Linked DNA regions of Mus musculus: region 2 is linked to region 1. The links are chromatin contacts, called in public Hi-C maps. All regions are on one chromosome and are shown on one strand. The core of a region is the stretch at or near the end of the contact, and the rest is flanking DNA. Distances in the headings are between cores, read along the strand shown.

Region 1 (6,398 bases), core at 865-3,364:
TTCAATGGATGACACCTGAATGGATGACAGCTGAAATGTTACAGAATCTGTAATCATGGCTGAATTTCTTGAGGACTTTTCTTATACACACATAATGGTCTTTTATTCGAGGAATTTAATCCACGTAAACTGACTTCTTCAACAACAAAAGGACACTGATTTTAGCTTCCTTTTTTTTTTCTGACTTTTTTTTGGAATTTCAACAATTTATTAGATGTATGAGTTTGCGTGAACTTGAGTTGCTTTTAGCTTCCTTTTTTAAAAACTATTTTTAAAGATTTATTTTTATTATTTTTATTTAAGGATAGGTAAGAAACATTCATGTGTATGCAGGTGCTTGGAGAAATCAGAAGAGGGTGCTGGGGCTCTTGAAGTTGGAAGTAGAGGAGACTTATCAGTGATGCAACATGGGGGCTAGGGGCAGAATTCAAGACATCTGGAAGAGCAGCAAGTGGAAAACCTCCGGGCCCCTGTATTTAACTTAAGAGTAAACAACAGGAGCGGAGCTACAGCTCAGTATCTACAGCACAAGCCCACTAACACTTGGGTTTGGTCCCCAGCACAAACAGATTTGACAGCCACAGATTTGACAGTAAGCTATTCATCTTTAAGGCGGTCACACTAACTGAACCTGTGGCCCACAACTGTGAGAAGTGTACACTTACCTCTGTGTATGTCTGTTCCATTAGGATATGCTAATTTATGAGGCTGAAGGTACAACTCAGTAGCACACATGACACCCCCAGCACCACCACCCCCGCAAAAGTACTCCTATACACCCCGAAGAAAAGTACCTGACAATGTCTTCAATCAACTTTAAACAAGAACCAAGAGATGACCTCATGATCCTGGGACCAATTAGCAATCTACCTTTGGCAAGTTTAAACCTGCTCTAGCAAAGAAAGGCAATTACTTTGTAACGTTAATAATCTCAGGGCATATTCACTTTTTCAGTAACAAAGTGAATAAAGGTGAAATAGTATGGGGTGTATACACGCTAGATCTCGCGCTGTCTAGGATCTCGCTATTCCAGCGTTGCATTCTTAGCCCCTGTGGTAGTTTACCAACCAACATTCTTAAGATTCTTAAGCATTAAATAACCACTTCACTTTAACCTTGCCCGATAAATATGTGAACTAACCAGCCTGCGACGTAGTCTGAGTCAGGAATTCGCCTCTAAGATTATCTTTGCGATTCCTTCCAATTCTGAAGTTCCTCGATTGACACCTGGTATCTCTCTCCTTTAACGCAGTCCATTGCTAACGTAGACCGGGTCGCAATGGCCCCCACATAAGTAATACAGTTCTCGAAAGCGCCCAGAGTCACACACAAACTAGGGTGAAAGAACTGAACTCAGCCAAAGGACCTTTTCCCTAGCGGAGGGCGGGTTTCAAATCACACCCGCCTCTCTGGAAGGAAGCGCGCCAAGTCCCTCGGCCGTGGGAAGGCGCTCACTGGAGGACCTTTGGCCGCCTTGTCGCGGCGTCCCGGGTCCCGCCAACCTCGCACGCACTCCCCCATCTCACTCACCCACAGGCTGCTGAAGTAGTCGAGGCCGCGGCAGATGAGCGCGCCCGCGTGCGCCAGCAGCACCTGCACGCCCAGGTAGCTGCCCAGGCAGTAGAGCCCATAGAGCAGCGGGCCGCCCGCTCCCAGCAGCAGCAACAGGCGGCGGCGGCGCAGCGCCTGCTCGCCCAGCGCCTCCACGCCGTAGTCGGCGAAGCAGAGCGGCAGCAGCAGCGCGGCCAGCACGATGGGCGTGTGCGCGCGGTGCAGGCGCCGCAGCCACAGGCGGCCCAGGCGCGTGAGCGAGCTCTTGAACGGGTGCAGGAAAGTGCCGCACAGCACGGCCCAGAGCAGCGGCCGCAGGAAGGCCTCGAGGATGAAGTACACGAGCACCGCGGCGCCGCAGCACAGGCACACGAACAGCACGGCGCCCGTGTTGTAGAAAGCCTGCTTGATGGGCTTATCGAAGCGCAGCGCCAGCGCCGCGGTACGCGGGGTCTCGCCCGGCCCGACCGTGCGCGGGGCCCGGGACTCTGGCCGGGGAGAGCCCCGCGGGCTGGGCGCCTCAGCAGGGCCGCCGCGGTCGGCCATCGCGCCTCTGCCTGGACCGAGGGGCGGGGCTGCGAGCGGGGGAGGAACGCGAGGCGGAGGAGGGCGGTGCAGCGAGGATTTGTGGGTTTTGTAGTTCCCAGCGTGCGGTGGAGCATGCGCCAGAACCTAAGGAAACTACAACTCCCAAGAGGCTGAACGCAAATGCCTCCGCCCTTGGGCCCAATGGTCCCACAGGGACCAGGTAACAAGTTTTGAGGGGGTCCAAGAAAATGGGGTTGGGAGCGGGGGCGGATACTTTAATTGATGTCAACTTTTCCGGAGACAGGATCTCAAAAGAGACTCAGAGATGGAAAACACAAGCTGTATGTCTAAAAACACTGATGCACAGACTTAGTTTAACTGATTTATTTAATAAATACTTATTTTTAATCGTGTGTATGTAACATGTGTGGGTGACCAAAGAAGCCAGAAGTGTCTAATCCCCACAGACAGAGTTACAGGAGGTTGTGAACAGCCTTATTTGGATGCTGGGAATAGACCTCAGGTCCTTTGGAAGAATAATACACACTCTTAAACACGTTTTAAAGTGTTCTCTTATGTATATGACAGGGTTTTAAGTAGCTATTGCCTGGTCTAGGTGCTTGGCTCCTACCAACTCATTTTATCTTTAGAACACCCCTACAGAGATGCTACTAGTCTTGTTTTGTAGAAAACAAGGGGCGCAGAGAAATTAAGTACCTGGCCTCGTACAGCTTCCAAGTAGGTGAAGCAGGTTAACACTGTGGACGCTTATTCTGTAGTTTTTCTGTCTATGCTAACTGAACTGAACAGGGGATCCTGTTAGGAGCCCTTTGATAGTATCTATTGAAAGGCTATGGGTGTAGATCAGTGGTAAACTGTGTGATTGTCCCATTTAATTCAACACGGGTAGATACAAACATGAAGACTGACTTCAGGAAAACGATATTAAAACGGTGTATATATACCGAGCTTCACACATGTCTTCCTAAGCGTGTAAGCCCTTCCACTCTCTCTCTGAGGGCCGCGGAGAAATGCCCTATTTCCTCCCATCCCTGCTAATTTACCTCTGAGCTCCACCTCTTCCTCCAGCTGGGTAGAATACTATTCACACAAGGCAAGCCTTGCCTTCCTCACTTCCTAGATTCCTAATGGATGACACCTGGGTTACAGCAGCAGCTGAAATGTTACAGACTCTGTAATCATGGCTGAATTTCTAGGGAACTTTTCTTATACTCACATGTAAAGTTCCTTAGAGAACCATAATGTGCTGTGACTATTAACCTTTTGTGCCTCATACAGATTTAGGAGCCTCAGTATGGGAGCAATCTAAATACCTCAGAATACCTATAGCAGAATGTTAAACAGCCACTCTTTGCTTTTAGTACCTGGGGGGTCAGGTCAGCAAAGCTCCCCACTGCAATGCTCTCTCTGGCAAGGGATAATGGAAATCAGAGTTCTTACTACAGGGTGCTTGTGGAAAAAGAACAAGCCCTGAGCAGTGCGGGGGTTCTTCCGCCCTAAGGAAAAAGTGTTGGGATCCAAGCCTGCTTCCTATAAAATACAGTGAAGAGGATTTTTATTTGGGAAAGAGACAGAAGGAAGAGATATAAGTGGAGAGAGGGAGGAAGGGAAAAAGAGAGAGCTGGCCTTTACATCTTTATGGAGTACGCAGTGTGGGAGGAGTCCACCATAAGAGATAGCTATTTCCTGTTCTCAGTAAACTTTCATATTACTTTCAGCGTGTCTTCTCTTTCTGTTCTAATATAAATATGGTAGTTTCCATATGAAGAAACATTGCTAACTATGTCCTGGATGTAAAAGGCGGGGGTGGGGAAGGAAAAGGAATTCCTTTCTCCTTTCCATCTTGCTCATAGGTCTGGGGTCTTTGAAGTCTCAGTCAGCAAATGTTTGTGTCAGTTGTATAAACATTTTACTGAGCTATGTAACTGCTTTGTTCAGACCCCCTGATATCACCATCGCAAATTATAGTCAGATTTGCTGTCAGTGCACATATTCATTGACTTGAGCTGCTCTTTATATAACAAGGCGTCACCTTCATAGCTAAAACCTTTTGGGAATGGGAGGTGCTTGACACGTGCTCAGAGCTGTGAGTCAGCACCGAACACCCATGCTACCCGGGGGCTCAAAGCTCAGAGTCCAGGGCCCAGCATAAGATGGGCAGTGCTTCTGACGTTCCATCCTTCAAACTTCTAATCCCTGTAAAGCCAAAGCAGAGTGCAGGAAGAGCTTAGAGAATCTGTGCCTTTTGTCACTCAAGCCAGTCACTTGTACCCAACAGCAAAGCCTCCTCCGTGGGTGGCTACTTCCGGTCTGGCTTCCTGTCTCCTAACAAAAAGGGCTCAAAGTGCATCCAAATGATCCCTCAAGCCGGCAAATCTCTCAACTACAAAACCTAAGTTCCTGTAAACAATAAGTCACATAGCAAACTCTTTACCAAAGGGTACAAGGCCTGTGAGTGTTGCCTGAATTGTGTTGGGGCCCCAGCTCAGCAAATGGAAGAGATTCTGTCATCCTACTATACTCTGTTCCCAAGTCTCAATGAAAAGGGAACTTGCTGCACCTTTCAAAAGGGTTCTAACGGCCAAAGAGAACTGACAGGCATCGGGTAGAATTTGCAGTGAAGAAAAGAACTCTAATAGAAGAGAAACTGAGGTGTTATAAACTGAGAAGTATTTGTATGGCCTCCTGTAATACTCTGGGTTGGTTGGTTTTCACCTCCCATAGGACTCAGCATGCTGCTGTCAAAGTTGCTGGTTGATGTATCTTTCTTCCTACAGAGCTCCTACGGAGCAGGGACTGGGTCTGCTCCAGTTCTGTGTGTCTATGACCTGGCACAGCCAAGGATATTCATGATCCGGAGTAAGAGCTCAAAACGTACCAAGCAAGAGAATGAATGTGTGCTTTCATTTCCCAACGGCCGGTCTGTGCTTCCTGCATGATCCTGAGACTTTCAAACACACATCTGGTTGCCAGGAGAGTCAAAGGACTGAGCTGTAGGACTCTTGCGTTGCAGAGCTGGGAGACAAGGCGAGAGATAAAGGCCACACCTGTGTGGAAGATGCTGCACCGCTGAAAACTTGACTACAACTTCATAATTGTGGAGAGTTAACACTGCAGATTCAGAGCCAAATTATCTTGGCTGTTTTTATAGTCCCCTTAATGGCCACTCATTGCCCACCCCTGTGTCTAACCTAACATCCTCTAACCATAAGGTAAAACCTTTAAAATATAGTTTTAGCAACCCACTAGGTCTTATCCATCCAAAAGCTAAGAATGTCATCAGAGAATATCTAAATACTTAATAGAGTTTTCCCTTCCTTGATATAGCTTACCTACTTGTACCCTACTAATGTTTTTTGGTTAATGCCTACATTTATGTCTTTGCCCCCCAAGACAGACTTTTTCTGGGTAGCTCTGGCTGTTCTGTAACTCACTCTGGTGACAATTCTGGAATTTTGCTGGTTTTTTCTTTGAAAAAAAAAAACAGATATACTATAAGAATATGTTTTTGTTTTCATCTCAGGAGTGGGGGATATAGGGATATTTTCCAGCAGCTGACTATGATTTGCCTTGTGCTCTAGCAGAGGCTTGGCTTTGCCAGCTGCAGATGGTTTCTATAATTGTGTGACCTTTGGAATTCTGGGAAATTTTCAGAGGGTATATAAATGCTAGTGCCCTAGGAGGTAGGGCAGGTAGTTGTTGGTCATCAGGGGGAGGGGGCATTGATTATGGTTTGTTAGTAGTCATGCTCAAAGAAATAAAAAGCATAATTAGATTTATAGATCTCTATGTCTCTCTCTCGCTCCACTACCTTTCTTTCTCTCCTATCTGGTGATAAGTGTGAAACTGGGGGATAAAAGATGGGAAAGAGAAGAACCCACAAAGTAGCAAAGACCAGCTACAAGCAAAGAAAAAACAAGAAGAAATTAGATTCAGGGATCTCTATCTCTCTCTTTTCCCTTCTATCCTTTCTCTCCTATCTAGTGATGGGCTGAAATGAGGGTGTGGTTAGGGGGTATGGTTAGAGGGTGCGGGGGGGGGGGGGGCGACCACAAAGCAGCAAAGACAACTGCACTATACACTGGGCTGGCCTCGAACTCACAGAGATCCACCTGCCTCTGCCTCCTGAGTGCTGGGATTAAAGGTGTGTGCCGCCACTGCCCAGTGACCTTTGTTCTTTAATAAAACCTCTTGTAACCACTTTTATGCTGAAGTGTGTCCTTTAGGGCAACCTGAGTGCATGGTCCTAGGCTATAATAACTCATATTTTGCTCCAGAAAAAATTATGTCTTATTCCT
Region 2 (5,795 bases), core at 131-2,630, 81 kb after region 1:
ATTGAGTATAACCATTCCCTAGGATACCCAGGCATTCACTAAGATGCTTTTTCTGTCCTCCTTCCATTCTCATCCCCCCACCCCCAACCACACACACAGGATCTCAAGGACTAAGGTGGGACTCCAGAGTCTACTTCAATTCGTCTGGTTGGCGTGGTTGGGGATCGAACCCAGGGCCTTGAGCATGCTAGGCTCTCTACTACTGAGTTAACCTCTGCAGCCAGGACCTGGGATTGTCAATAAGAGACGCTGTTGTACATTTGAGGAAAGTACTCTGAGGAGCAGAGGATGGCAGACCACCAAAATGCCAATAAGACTGCCTTGGTGACATGTTGTCAGTTATTTGGGCTGAGGCGGGATTCCCCTGAGGCATGGGGTGTGGAGATAGTGGCTAAGAGGGTCAATGTGAATCCATGTGATTCCAGTCCTGACAAAGTTCAGAAATGAGAACCCAAGGAAGAGCATCGAACAGAAGCCAGACGGGGAAGGGTTCTCTTTCCTGTATTGTCAACGATGATGATGACGCCACTCTGGGAACTGAGGTCAGCTCTACATGGTCCAGAAACCACTCAAGGAGGCTGGGTTCTTTGCTAGCTCAGCGGGCAGTAATGTTAAGCTAGGAATAAGCAACAGGAAGTCTTTAAACTGGTTTCTTTGAGCCCCTATTCTCTCCCCTTTGTTTTCCCTCTCTACTTCTGTCACCCGGGTTGTCCCTCCTTCCCTCACCCCGGGCAGGGCGGTGGGGGTGGGGGTGGGGCAACACTTCCGACATAATGCAGTGTCATTTCCCCACTCAAACAAGAACCAACAGACCTGACATTGGTATCCTGGAGATTCGATTTCTTATTGATATTTACAAATGAGGGCTCCTCTTTTCCAATCTGTTAACGAAAACAAGTGAATCACATGTAAACAGCTTGGCATGTAAAAATGCTCTCAGGTCTTCTGCATCCAAAGGATTGTAGCAATAGGAAGGACCACAGAGGTTAATTCATTAGGTTGTCTAGTCAATCACAAAGTTATCCTGTTTTCACAGCAAATAACAACGACAAAAAAGTTTCCTTGAGTCATTTCTGCTACTGAGGCTTAAGGCGCGGAAACTGAACATTCAATCAACGCTTGCATTCATACTTTTATTGAGCACTTGCTATGTGTCAGCTCCTGCCTTAGTGAGAAAGGAAACGTGTGGGAAAAGCAACCCCACAGTTCAGTCCCTTCCGGCACTCTGTGTATCAAGAACGAGAATGGGCTACAGGTTTGCGTAGCATTTACAGTTACAGCTTTAAAAGGAACTTGGAGTCCTGTATATCAGAGGAGCAATCCCGGAAGGGATGATGTCATCTGATTTTAATACGAGTCTTGTCTTCCTTCCTCTGGTGAGTCCCTGAGAATGAAAAGGGAGGAAAGGACACCCACACAGCCAGCCGAATAGCATGTACACGGGCAGTCAGTGGGGAAGATGCCCCACCCAGAGCCCTTGTGTTCAGCCTCTGCTTTGAATGGACGCTCAGTAATGTCATGGAGACAGGGGGGTCGGGAGTGGGGTGGGGGGAGGACACAGCAGTCCACACACGAATCCAGAGACAGCTCCTGTCAGGGTCTTTTCTACAGCCAGAAACAAGACAGTACCTCTGGCTTCCTTTCCATACACCTGTGCTCTGTGCTGACCCCATAGGGAACTGGTGTTTAGCCCCTGGCAGGATGCTGGGCTGCATACAGCAGCTCTTCACCACAAACTCTCAAGCTACACCAACCCAGGGATTCCTAGGGTAGCTCCGGAGAACATTAGTTCGGGGGAGGAGAGTGGGAGCCATTTACAAAGTAGCCCGTGCCATTAGAAAGAAGGAAAATAGAGCAGGTTTCCTTGAGGACTTCTCAAAATCTATACGTGGCTAATATGCTGCTTTGGAGGGTGGGTGAGTGGGTGCATCCTTCCTACAGTGATGGGTGAGCACTGCAGGGCCAGCATTCCCGGCTTTACTGATCTCACGCCTTCCTCTCTCCTCTTCCACTATTTTCAGGGCCTTCCTTTTTATCTGTCTGAGCCAGTATATTTTTCTTTTCTTTGGGTCTATATCCCCTCCTTTTCCACACTTTCTCAAATGAATTATTTTTGACACATAGTACCTCTTCTATAGCAGAAACCTGGATCTTGCTCTGTGAGCGCAAGGCCTCTGGGAACACAGCAGACCTTCCTGATATGCATAACATCAACTTTATAGGCTATAAAACATGTACAGTTTTATTTGCTTGGTGATAGGACAAACAGCATATACAGAAATGACAGTGGGAGAGCAGGTAAGACAATCAGATGCGACTGAGACCTGAGACAGCTGAGGTTCACTTACTTACTATACTTATGTATATATGTGTGTGCTTGCGTGTGCACTTGCTCAGTACGCACATGGAGGCCGAAGGTTAACTTGGGGGAGCTGGCTCTCCCCTTCCACCATGTAGTTGCTAGGGATGGAACTCAGGTCACCGGAGTTGGCACCCACTGCCTTCATCCTTTGAGCTACCCTGCCAGCCCTGCAATCACTCAATTTGAGGCAAGGCGTCAACCTGGCTGTCCTGTAAAAAGTGCCAACTGCCATCACCCAGAGCAGTCAGTGTCCCCAACAATTCCCTAGCTTTAACCTGTGATTGTTCCTACCAGTATGTCCTGAGGTGATGTGAGACGCTCGTCAGGATCTCCGTGCTATTCTTTAATCTTAACAGTTACCTAGGGAGGTTGTTTTTAATTTGTTTTGTTTTGTTGGGTTTCTTTAATTTGTGAGTGTGTAATGTGTACGGGTGTATGGTGTATGTGTGTGTTCAGGTATGCAGGGCTAGAGAAAGGAGTCATGTGTCCTCCTTCATTACTATCTACCTTTGAGGGTCTCTTGTTGAACCTGGAGCTAGTGGCTTTTCAACCAGGCCGGTATCTAGCCAACCCCAGCAACCCTTCTGCCTCCCCAACAAGCTGAGATGACAGGTGTGGATGGGATCACACCTGGCTTGTATATGCATGCTGGGGTCCAAATTCCAATCTTCAAGCTTGCAAAGAAAAGGTTTTTAACCTCTGAGCTGTCTCTTCAGCCCCTTGTTGTCTGAAGCTGGTCTCTAGCTCTGGATCGTAGAGACTTTTCTGTATCAGCTTCCCAAGTGCCTGGGACTCCTGTGTATACTGCCAGACCCAGCTGATCCCCATCCCGTACAAAACAGCTGAAGTCCGCGGAGTTAATACATGAATTTAAGATGACATCACTAGCCAGGTATGGTGGTGCATGCCTTTAATCCCAGCACTCGGGAGGCAGAGGCAGGCGGATTTCTGAGTTTGAGGCCAGCCTGGTCTACAAAGTGAGTTCCAGGACAGCCAGGTCTACACAGAAAAACCCTGTCTTGAAAAAAAACCAAACCTAACCAAAATAAAAAAATGACATCATTAAGACACAGATCAGGACTCAAACCTGAGCCAGGGGTTGCAACCCTTTGGTGGTTAAATGACGCTTTCACAGGGGTCACATAGCAGACATCCTGCTCATCAGATATTTACACTGCAATTCATAAGATTAGTAAAATCACAGTTATGAACAAGCAACAAAATAATTTTATGGCTGGGGGCGAGCCCAACGGGAGGATTGTATTAAAGGGTCGCAGCATTAGGAAGGTTGAGAACTGCAGACAGAACCAGACCATCCGGCTTTCCAATACATGGTCCATACCTCCTGTTTCCATCATGGCCTCCCAGTGGAAGAAACCCTGTAAGTCTGCTCTTGTTTCTCACAGCATCTTCTGGGAGGATTCAAATCATACAGATTGTTATATATGTAGGTAGAGAATGAAGATATTTTCGAGTATGTACTCTTCACAATGTAAGTATAGACAGTAGACTCATAAGGACTGTCCATTCTTACATATTGTTTTAATGAGCACTTGGACAACTGTAGCCTTAAAAATCTCTTTTTACTGTGTGTGTGTTTGTGCGCACGCCAGCCATGGTGTGCGTAAGAGATTAGGGGACAACTTTAAGGTGCTGGCTCTCTCTTTCGACCATATAGGTCCAGGGATTGAACTGAGTCACTGAGTCATCTTGTCAAGCCGACTATAGCTTATTATATGCTGTTTTCAGGGCAGGGATGGCCAATGGGTTTCTCCTTAGAGGCGACCTGTGACTGGGGCCACTGCCTTAGAACCCTCATTTAGGGTGGCATAAAGAGTGTAATTAATGGCCATTATGGAGCCAGTGATATGTGCTATGGTGCCAATCAGAGGGTTTATGTCAGTTATTACACTATCCTCTCTTTTATCTCCAAATTCACCCCTCCTCCACGGATCTGGGATGAGAAGCCCCAAACAAAATTTCCTTTGCCAACAGGGGGCACTACAGGGGGAGAAATTTTCGGCTTTACATTCTTTTGGGTTACCCCAGCCTGGCTTCTTCAACTATAGTACCCCACTCCTCCACAGGAACATCTAAATCAGGTTACAGTATGGCAGCACCAGGAGATCCTGTGTCACCCTGCCCATCATGGACACAGCTCCTTTCCCCAGGCTGTGGGGGCCTGTCACCCCTAGCCCTTAGTATGGGATCAGGCCACATGTAACTCATGAAGTTAGATACAAGAGGAGGCTATGGGGACCTGAACTCATGAGTTTAAGTTTCACCTGTGTGGGATTCTTCCTCCTGGCACTCAAATGTCCACATTTACATTTTTGTTCCCCTGCTCTTGTGATGGAAAGTGTTTCCGGAGTTGCCACCTCCAGTCTCTTGGAGAAGTGTGACTCAAAGTGTAGTTCAGGGAGCTGGTTAGACATGAGGATCACTACCCCCACAGTGACTTCCTGAACCCTCAGGGAAGGGACAGCTCTGCTCAGAGCCCTTATGCAACTAGCACGTAAGAGCCACTGTCTCTCTCTCGTTTCCCTGTCATCCATTCGCTTACATAAATAATAACCACACCCACTAGCAATTCTTTACATTAAAACCCAGGCCTCCTGGAGCCAGTGAGGCAGCTCAGCATGTAAAAGTGCCTGATGCCAAGGCTGACAACCAGAGTCCAATCCTCAGGACCCACACAGCAGAGAGGACTGACTCCCGAAAGTGGTCCCTTGTCCTTCACAAGCATTCGATGGCATGAGCCCCTGCACCCCTCCTAACAAAGAGATAAAATGTAACAACAACAACAACAACAACAACAACAATATCCAGGCTCCTATACCAAGAAGTGGCTCCTATCTCCATACTAGACCTTGACTGGTTCTGTGTCATTGTCCCTCTGTGTGGCACTGAGGAAATCCTGCAGCATATGAAATTGAAGGAGTATTCACCCCACGTACCTGGGCATTCACACGAGAGGCATTCTCCAGCTGTGCTTTCAAAATGTTGCACTTCACATGATCTGCTACGGGCGAAGGCAGCAGCGGGGTCTGAAGGGTCTTCTCTGAAACTTTCTTTTCCTCAGCCTGAGGTAAAGCAGGACGCAGGTGACACACATGTTAAGCAGACAGAAAAGAAAACTCATGATGATTTTCCCCAACAACCACAACGACAATTAACACAGGGATCTGAGTGTGTGTGTGTGTGTCTGCGCCCTAATACACTTCCATTTGGGCTGTCACTTTCTAATACAGAGACTTCCCACATATCATCCCACTCTCTAGTGAGGGAGGGACTGGACACACCAGGTGTCAGGTGAAGGTTTTAGACAGGAAGGGACCAGTGACAGGAAGGGACGAGTGACAGAAGCCACAGCTTCTTTTCCCCCAGCCCAGCCTAGAGCTATTCCCTCCATGCTACCTCAGAGATAGCAAGA

What was found. Hi-C and Micro-C count contacts between places; a contact is called where the count stands out from the background.
Region 2: a contact with region 1 is called in a Hi-C map of LSK cells, with 1.6 times the contacts expected there. The contact joins the enhancer-like site here to the promoter of Tmem245 in region 1. A contact is called at or near these places in 3 of 484 Hi-C or Micro-C datasets (B cells, LSK cells and nephron progenitors), 1 of 115 datasets of contacts at active chromatin or transcription factors (embryonic stem cells) and 2 of 9 other capture datasets (adipose tissue and liver).

The regions. Positions count from the first base shown.
Region 1 is chr4:56,945,315-56,951,712 of GRCm38.p6, forward strand. It overlaps Tmem245 (transmembrane protein 245), which reads right to left and starts at 2,115. Exons shown (of 18, transcript NM_001369260.1): 1 at 1,531-2,115. The coding sequence starts at 2,097.
Region 2 is chr4:57,026,796-57,032,590 of GRCm38.p6, forward strand. Epb41l4b (erythrocyte membrane protein band 4.1 like 4b) reads right to left here. Exons shown (of 25, transcript NM_001355492.1): 18 at 5,320-5,445; 19 at 814-881. Among named protein-coding and RNA genes, the nearest start is that of Gm34738, 20 kb to the right of the region's middle. Within about 2 kb of position 1,381, at least 38 of the 459 cell types and tissues checked have an H3K27ac peak or open chromatin away from gene starts, as enhancers often do. A contact at or near this core is called in B cells and LSK cells, where this site is marked.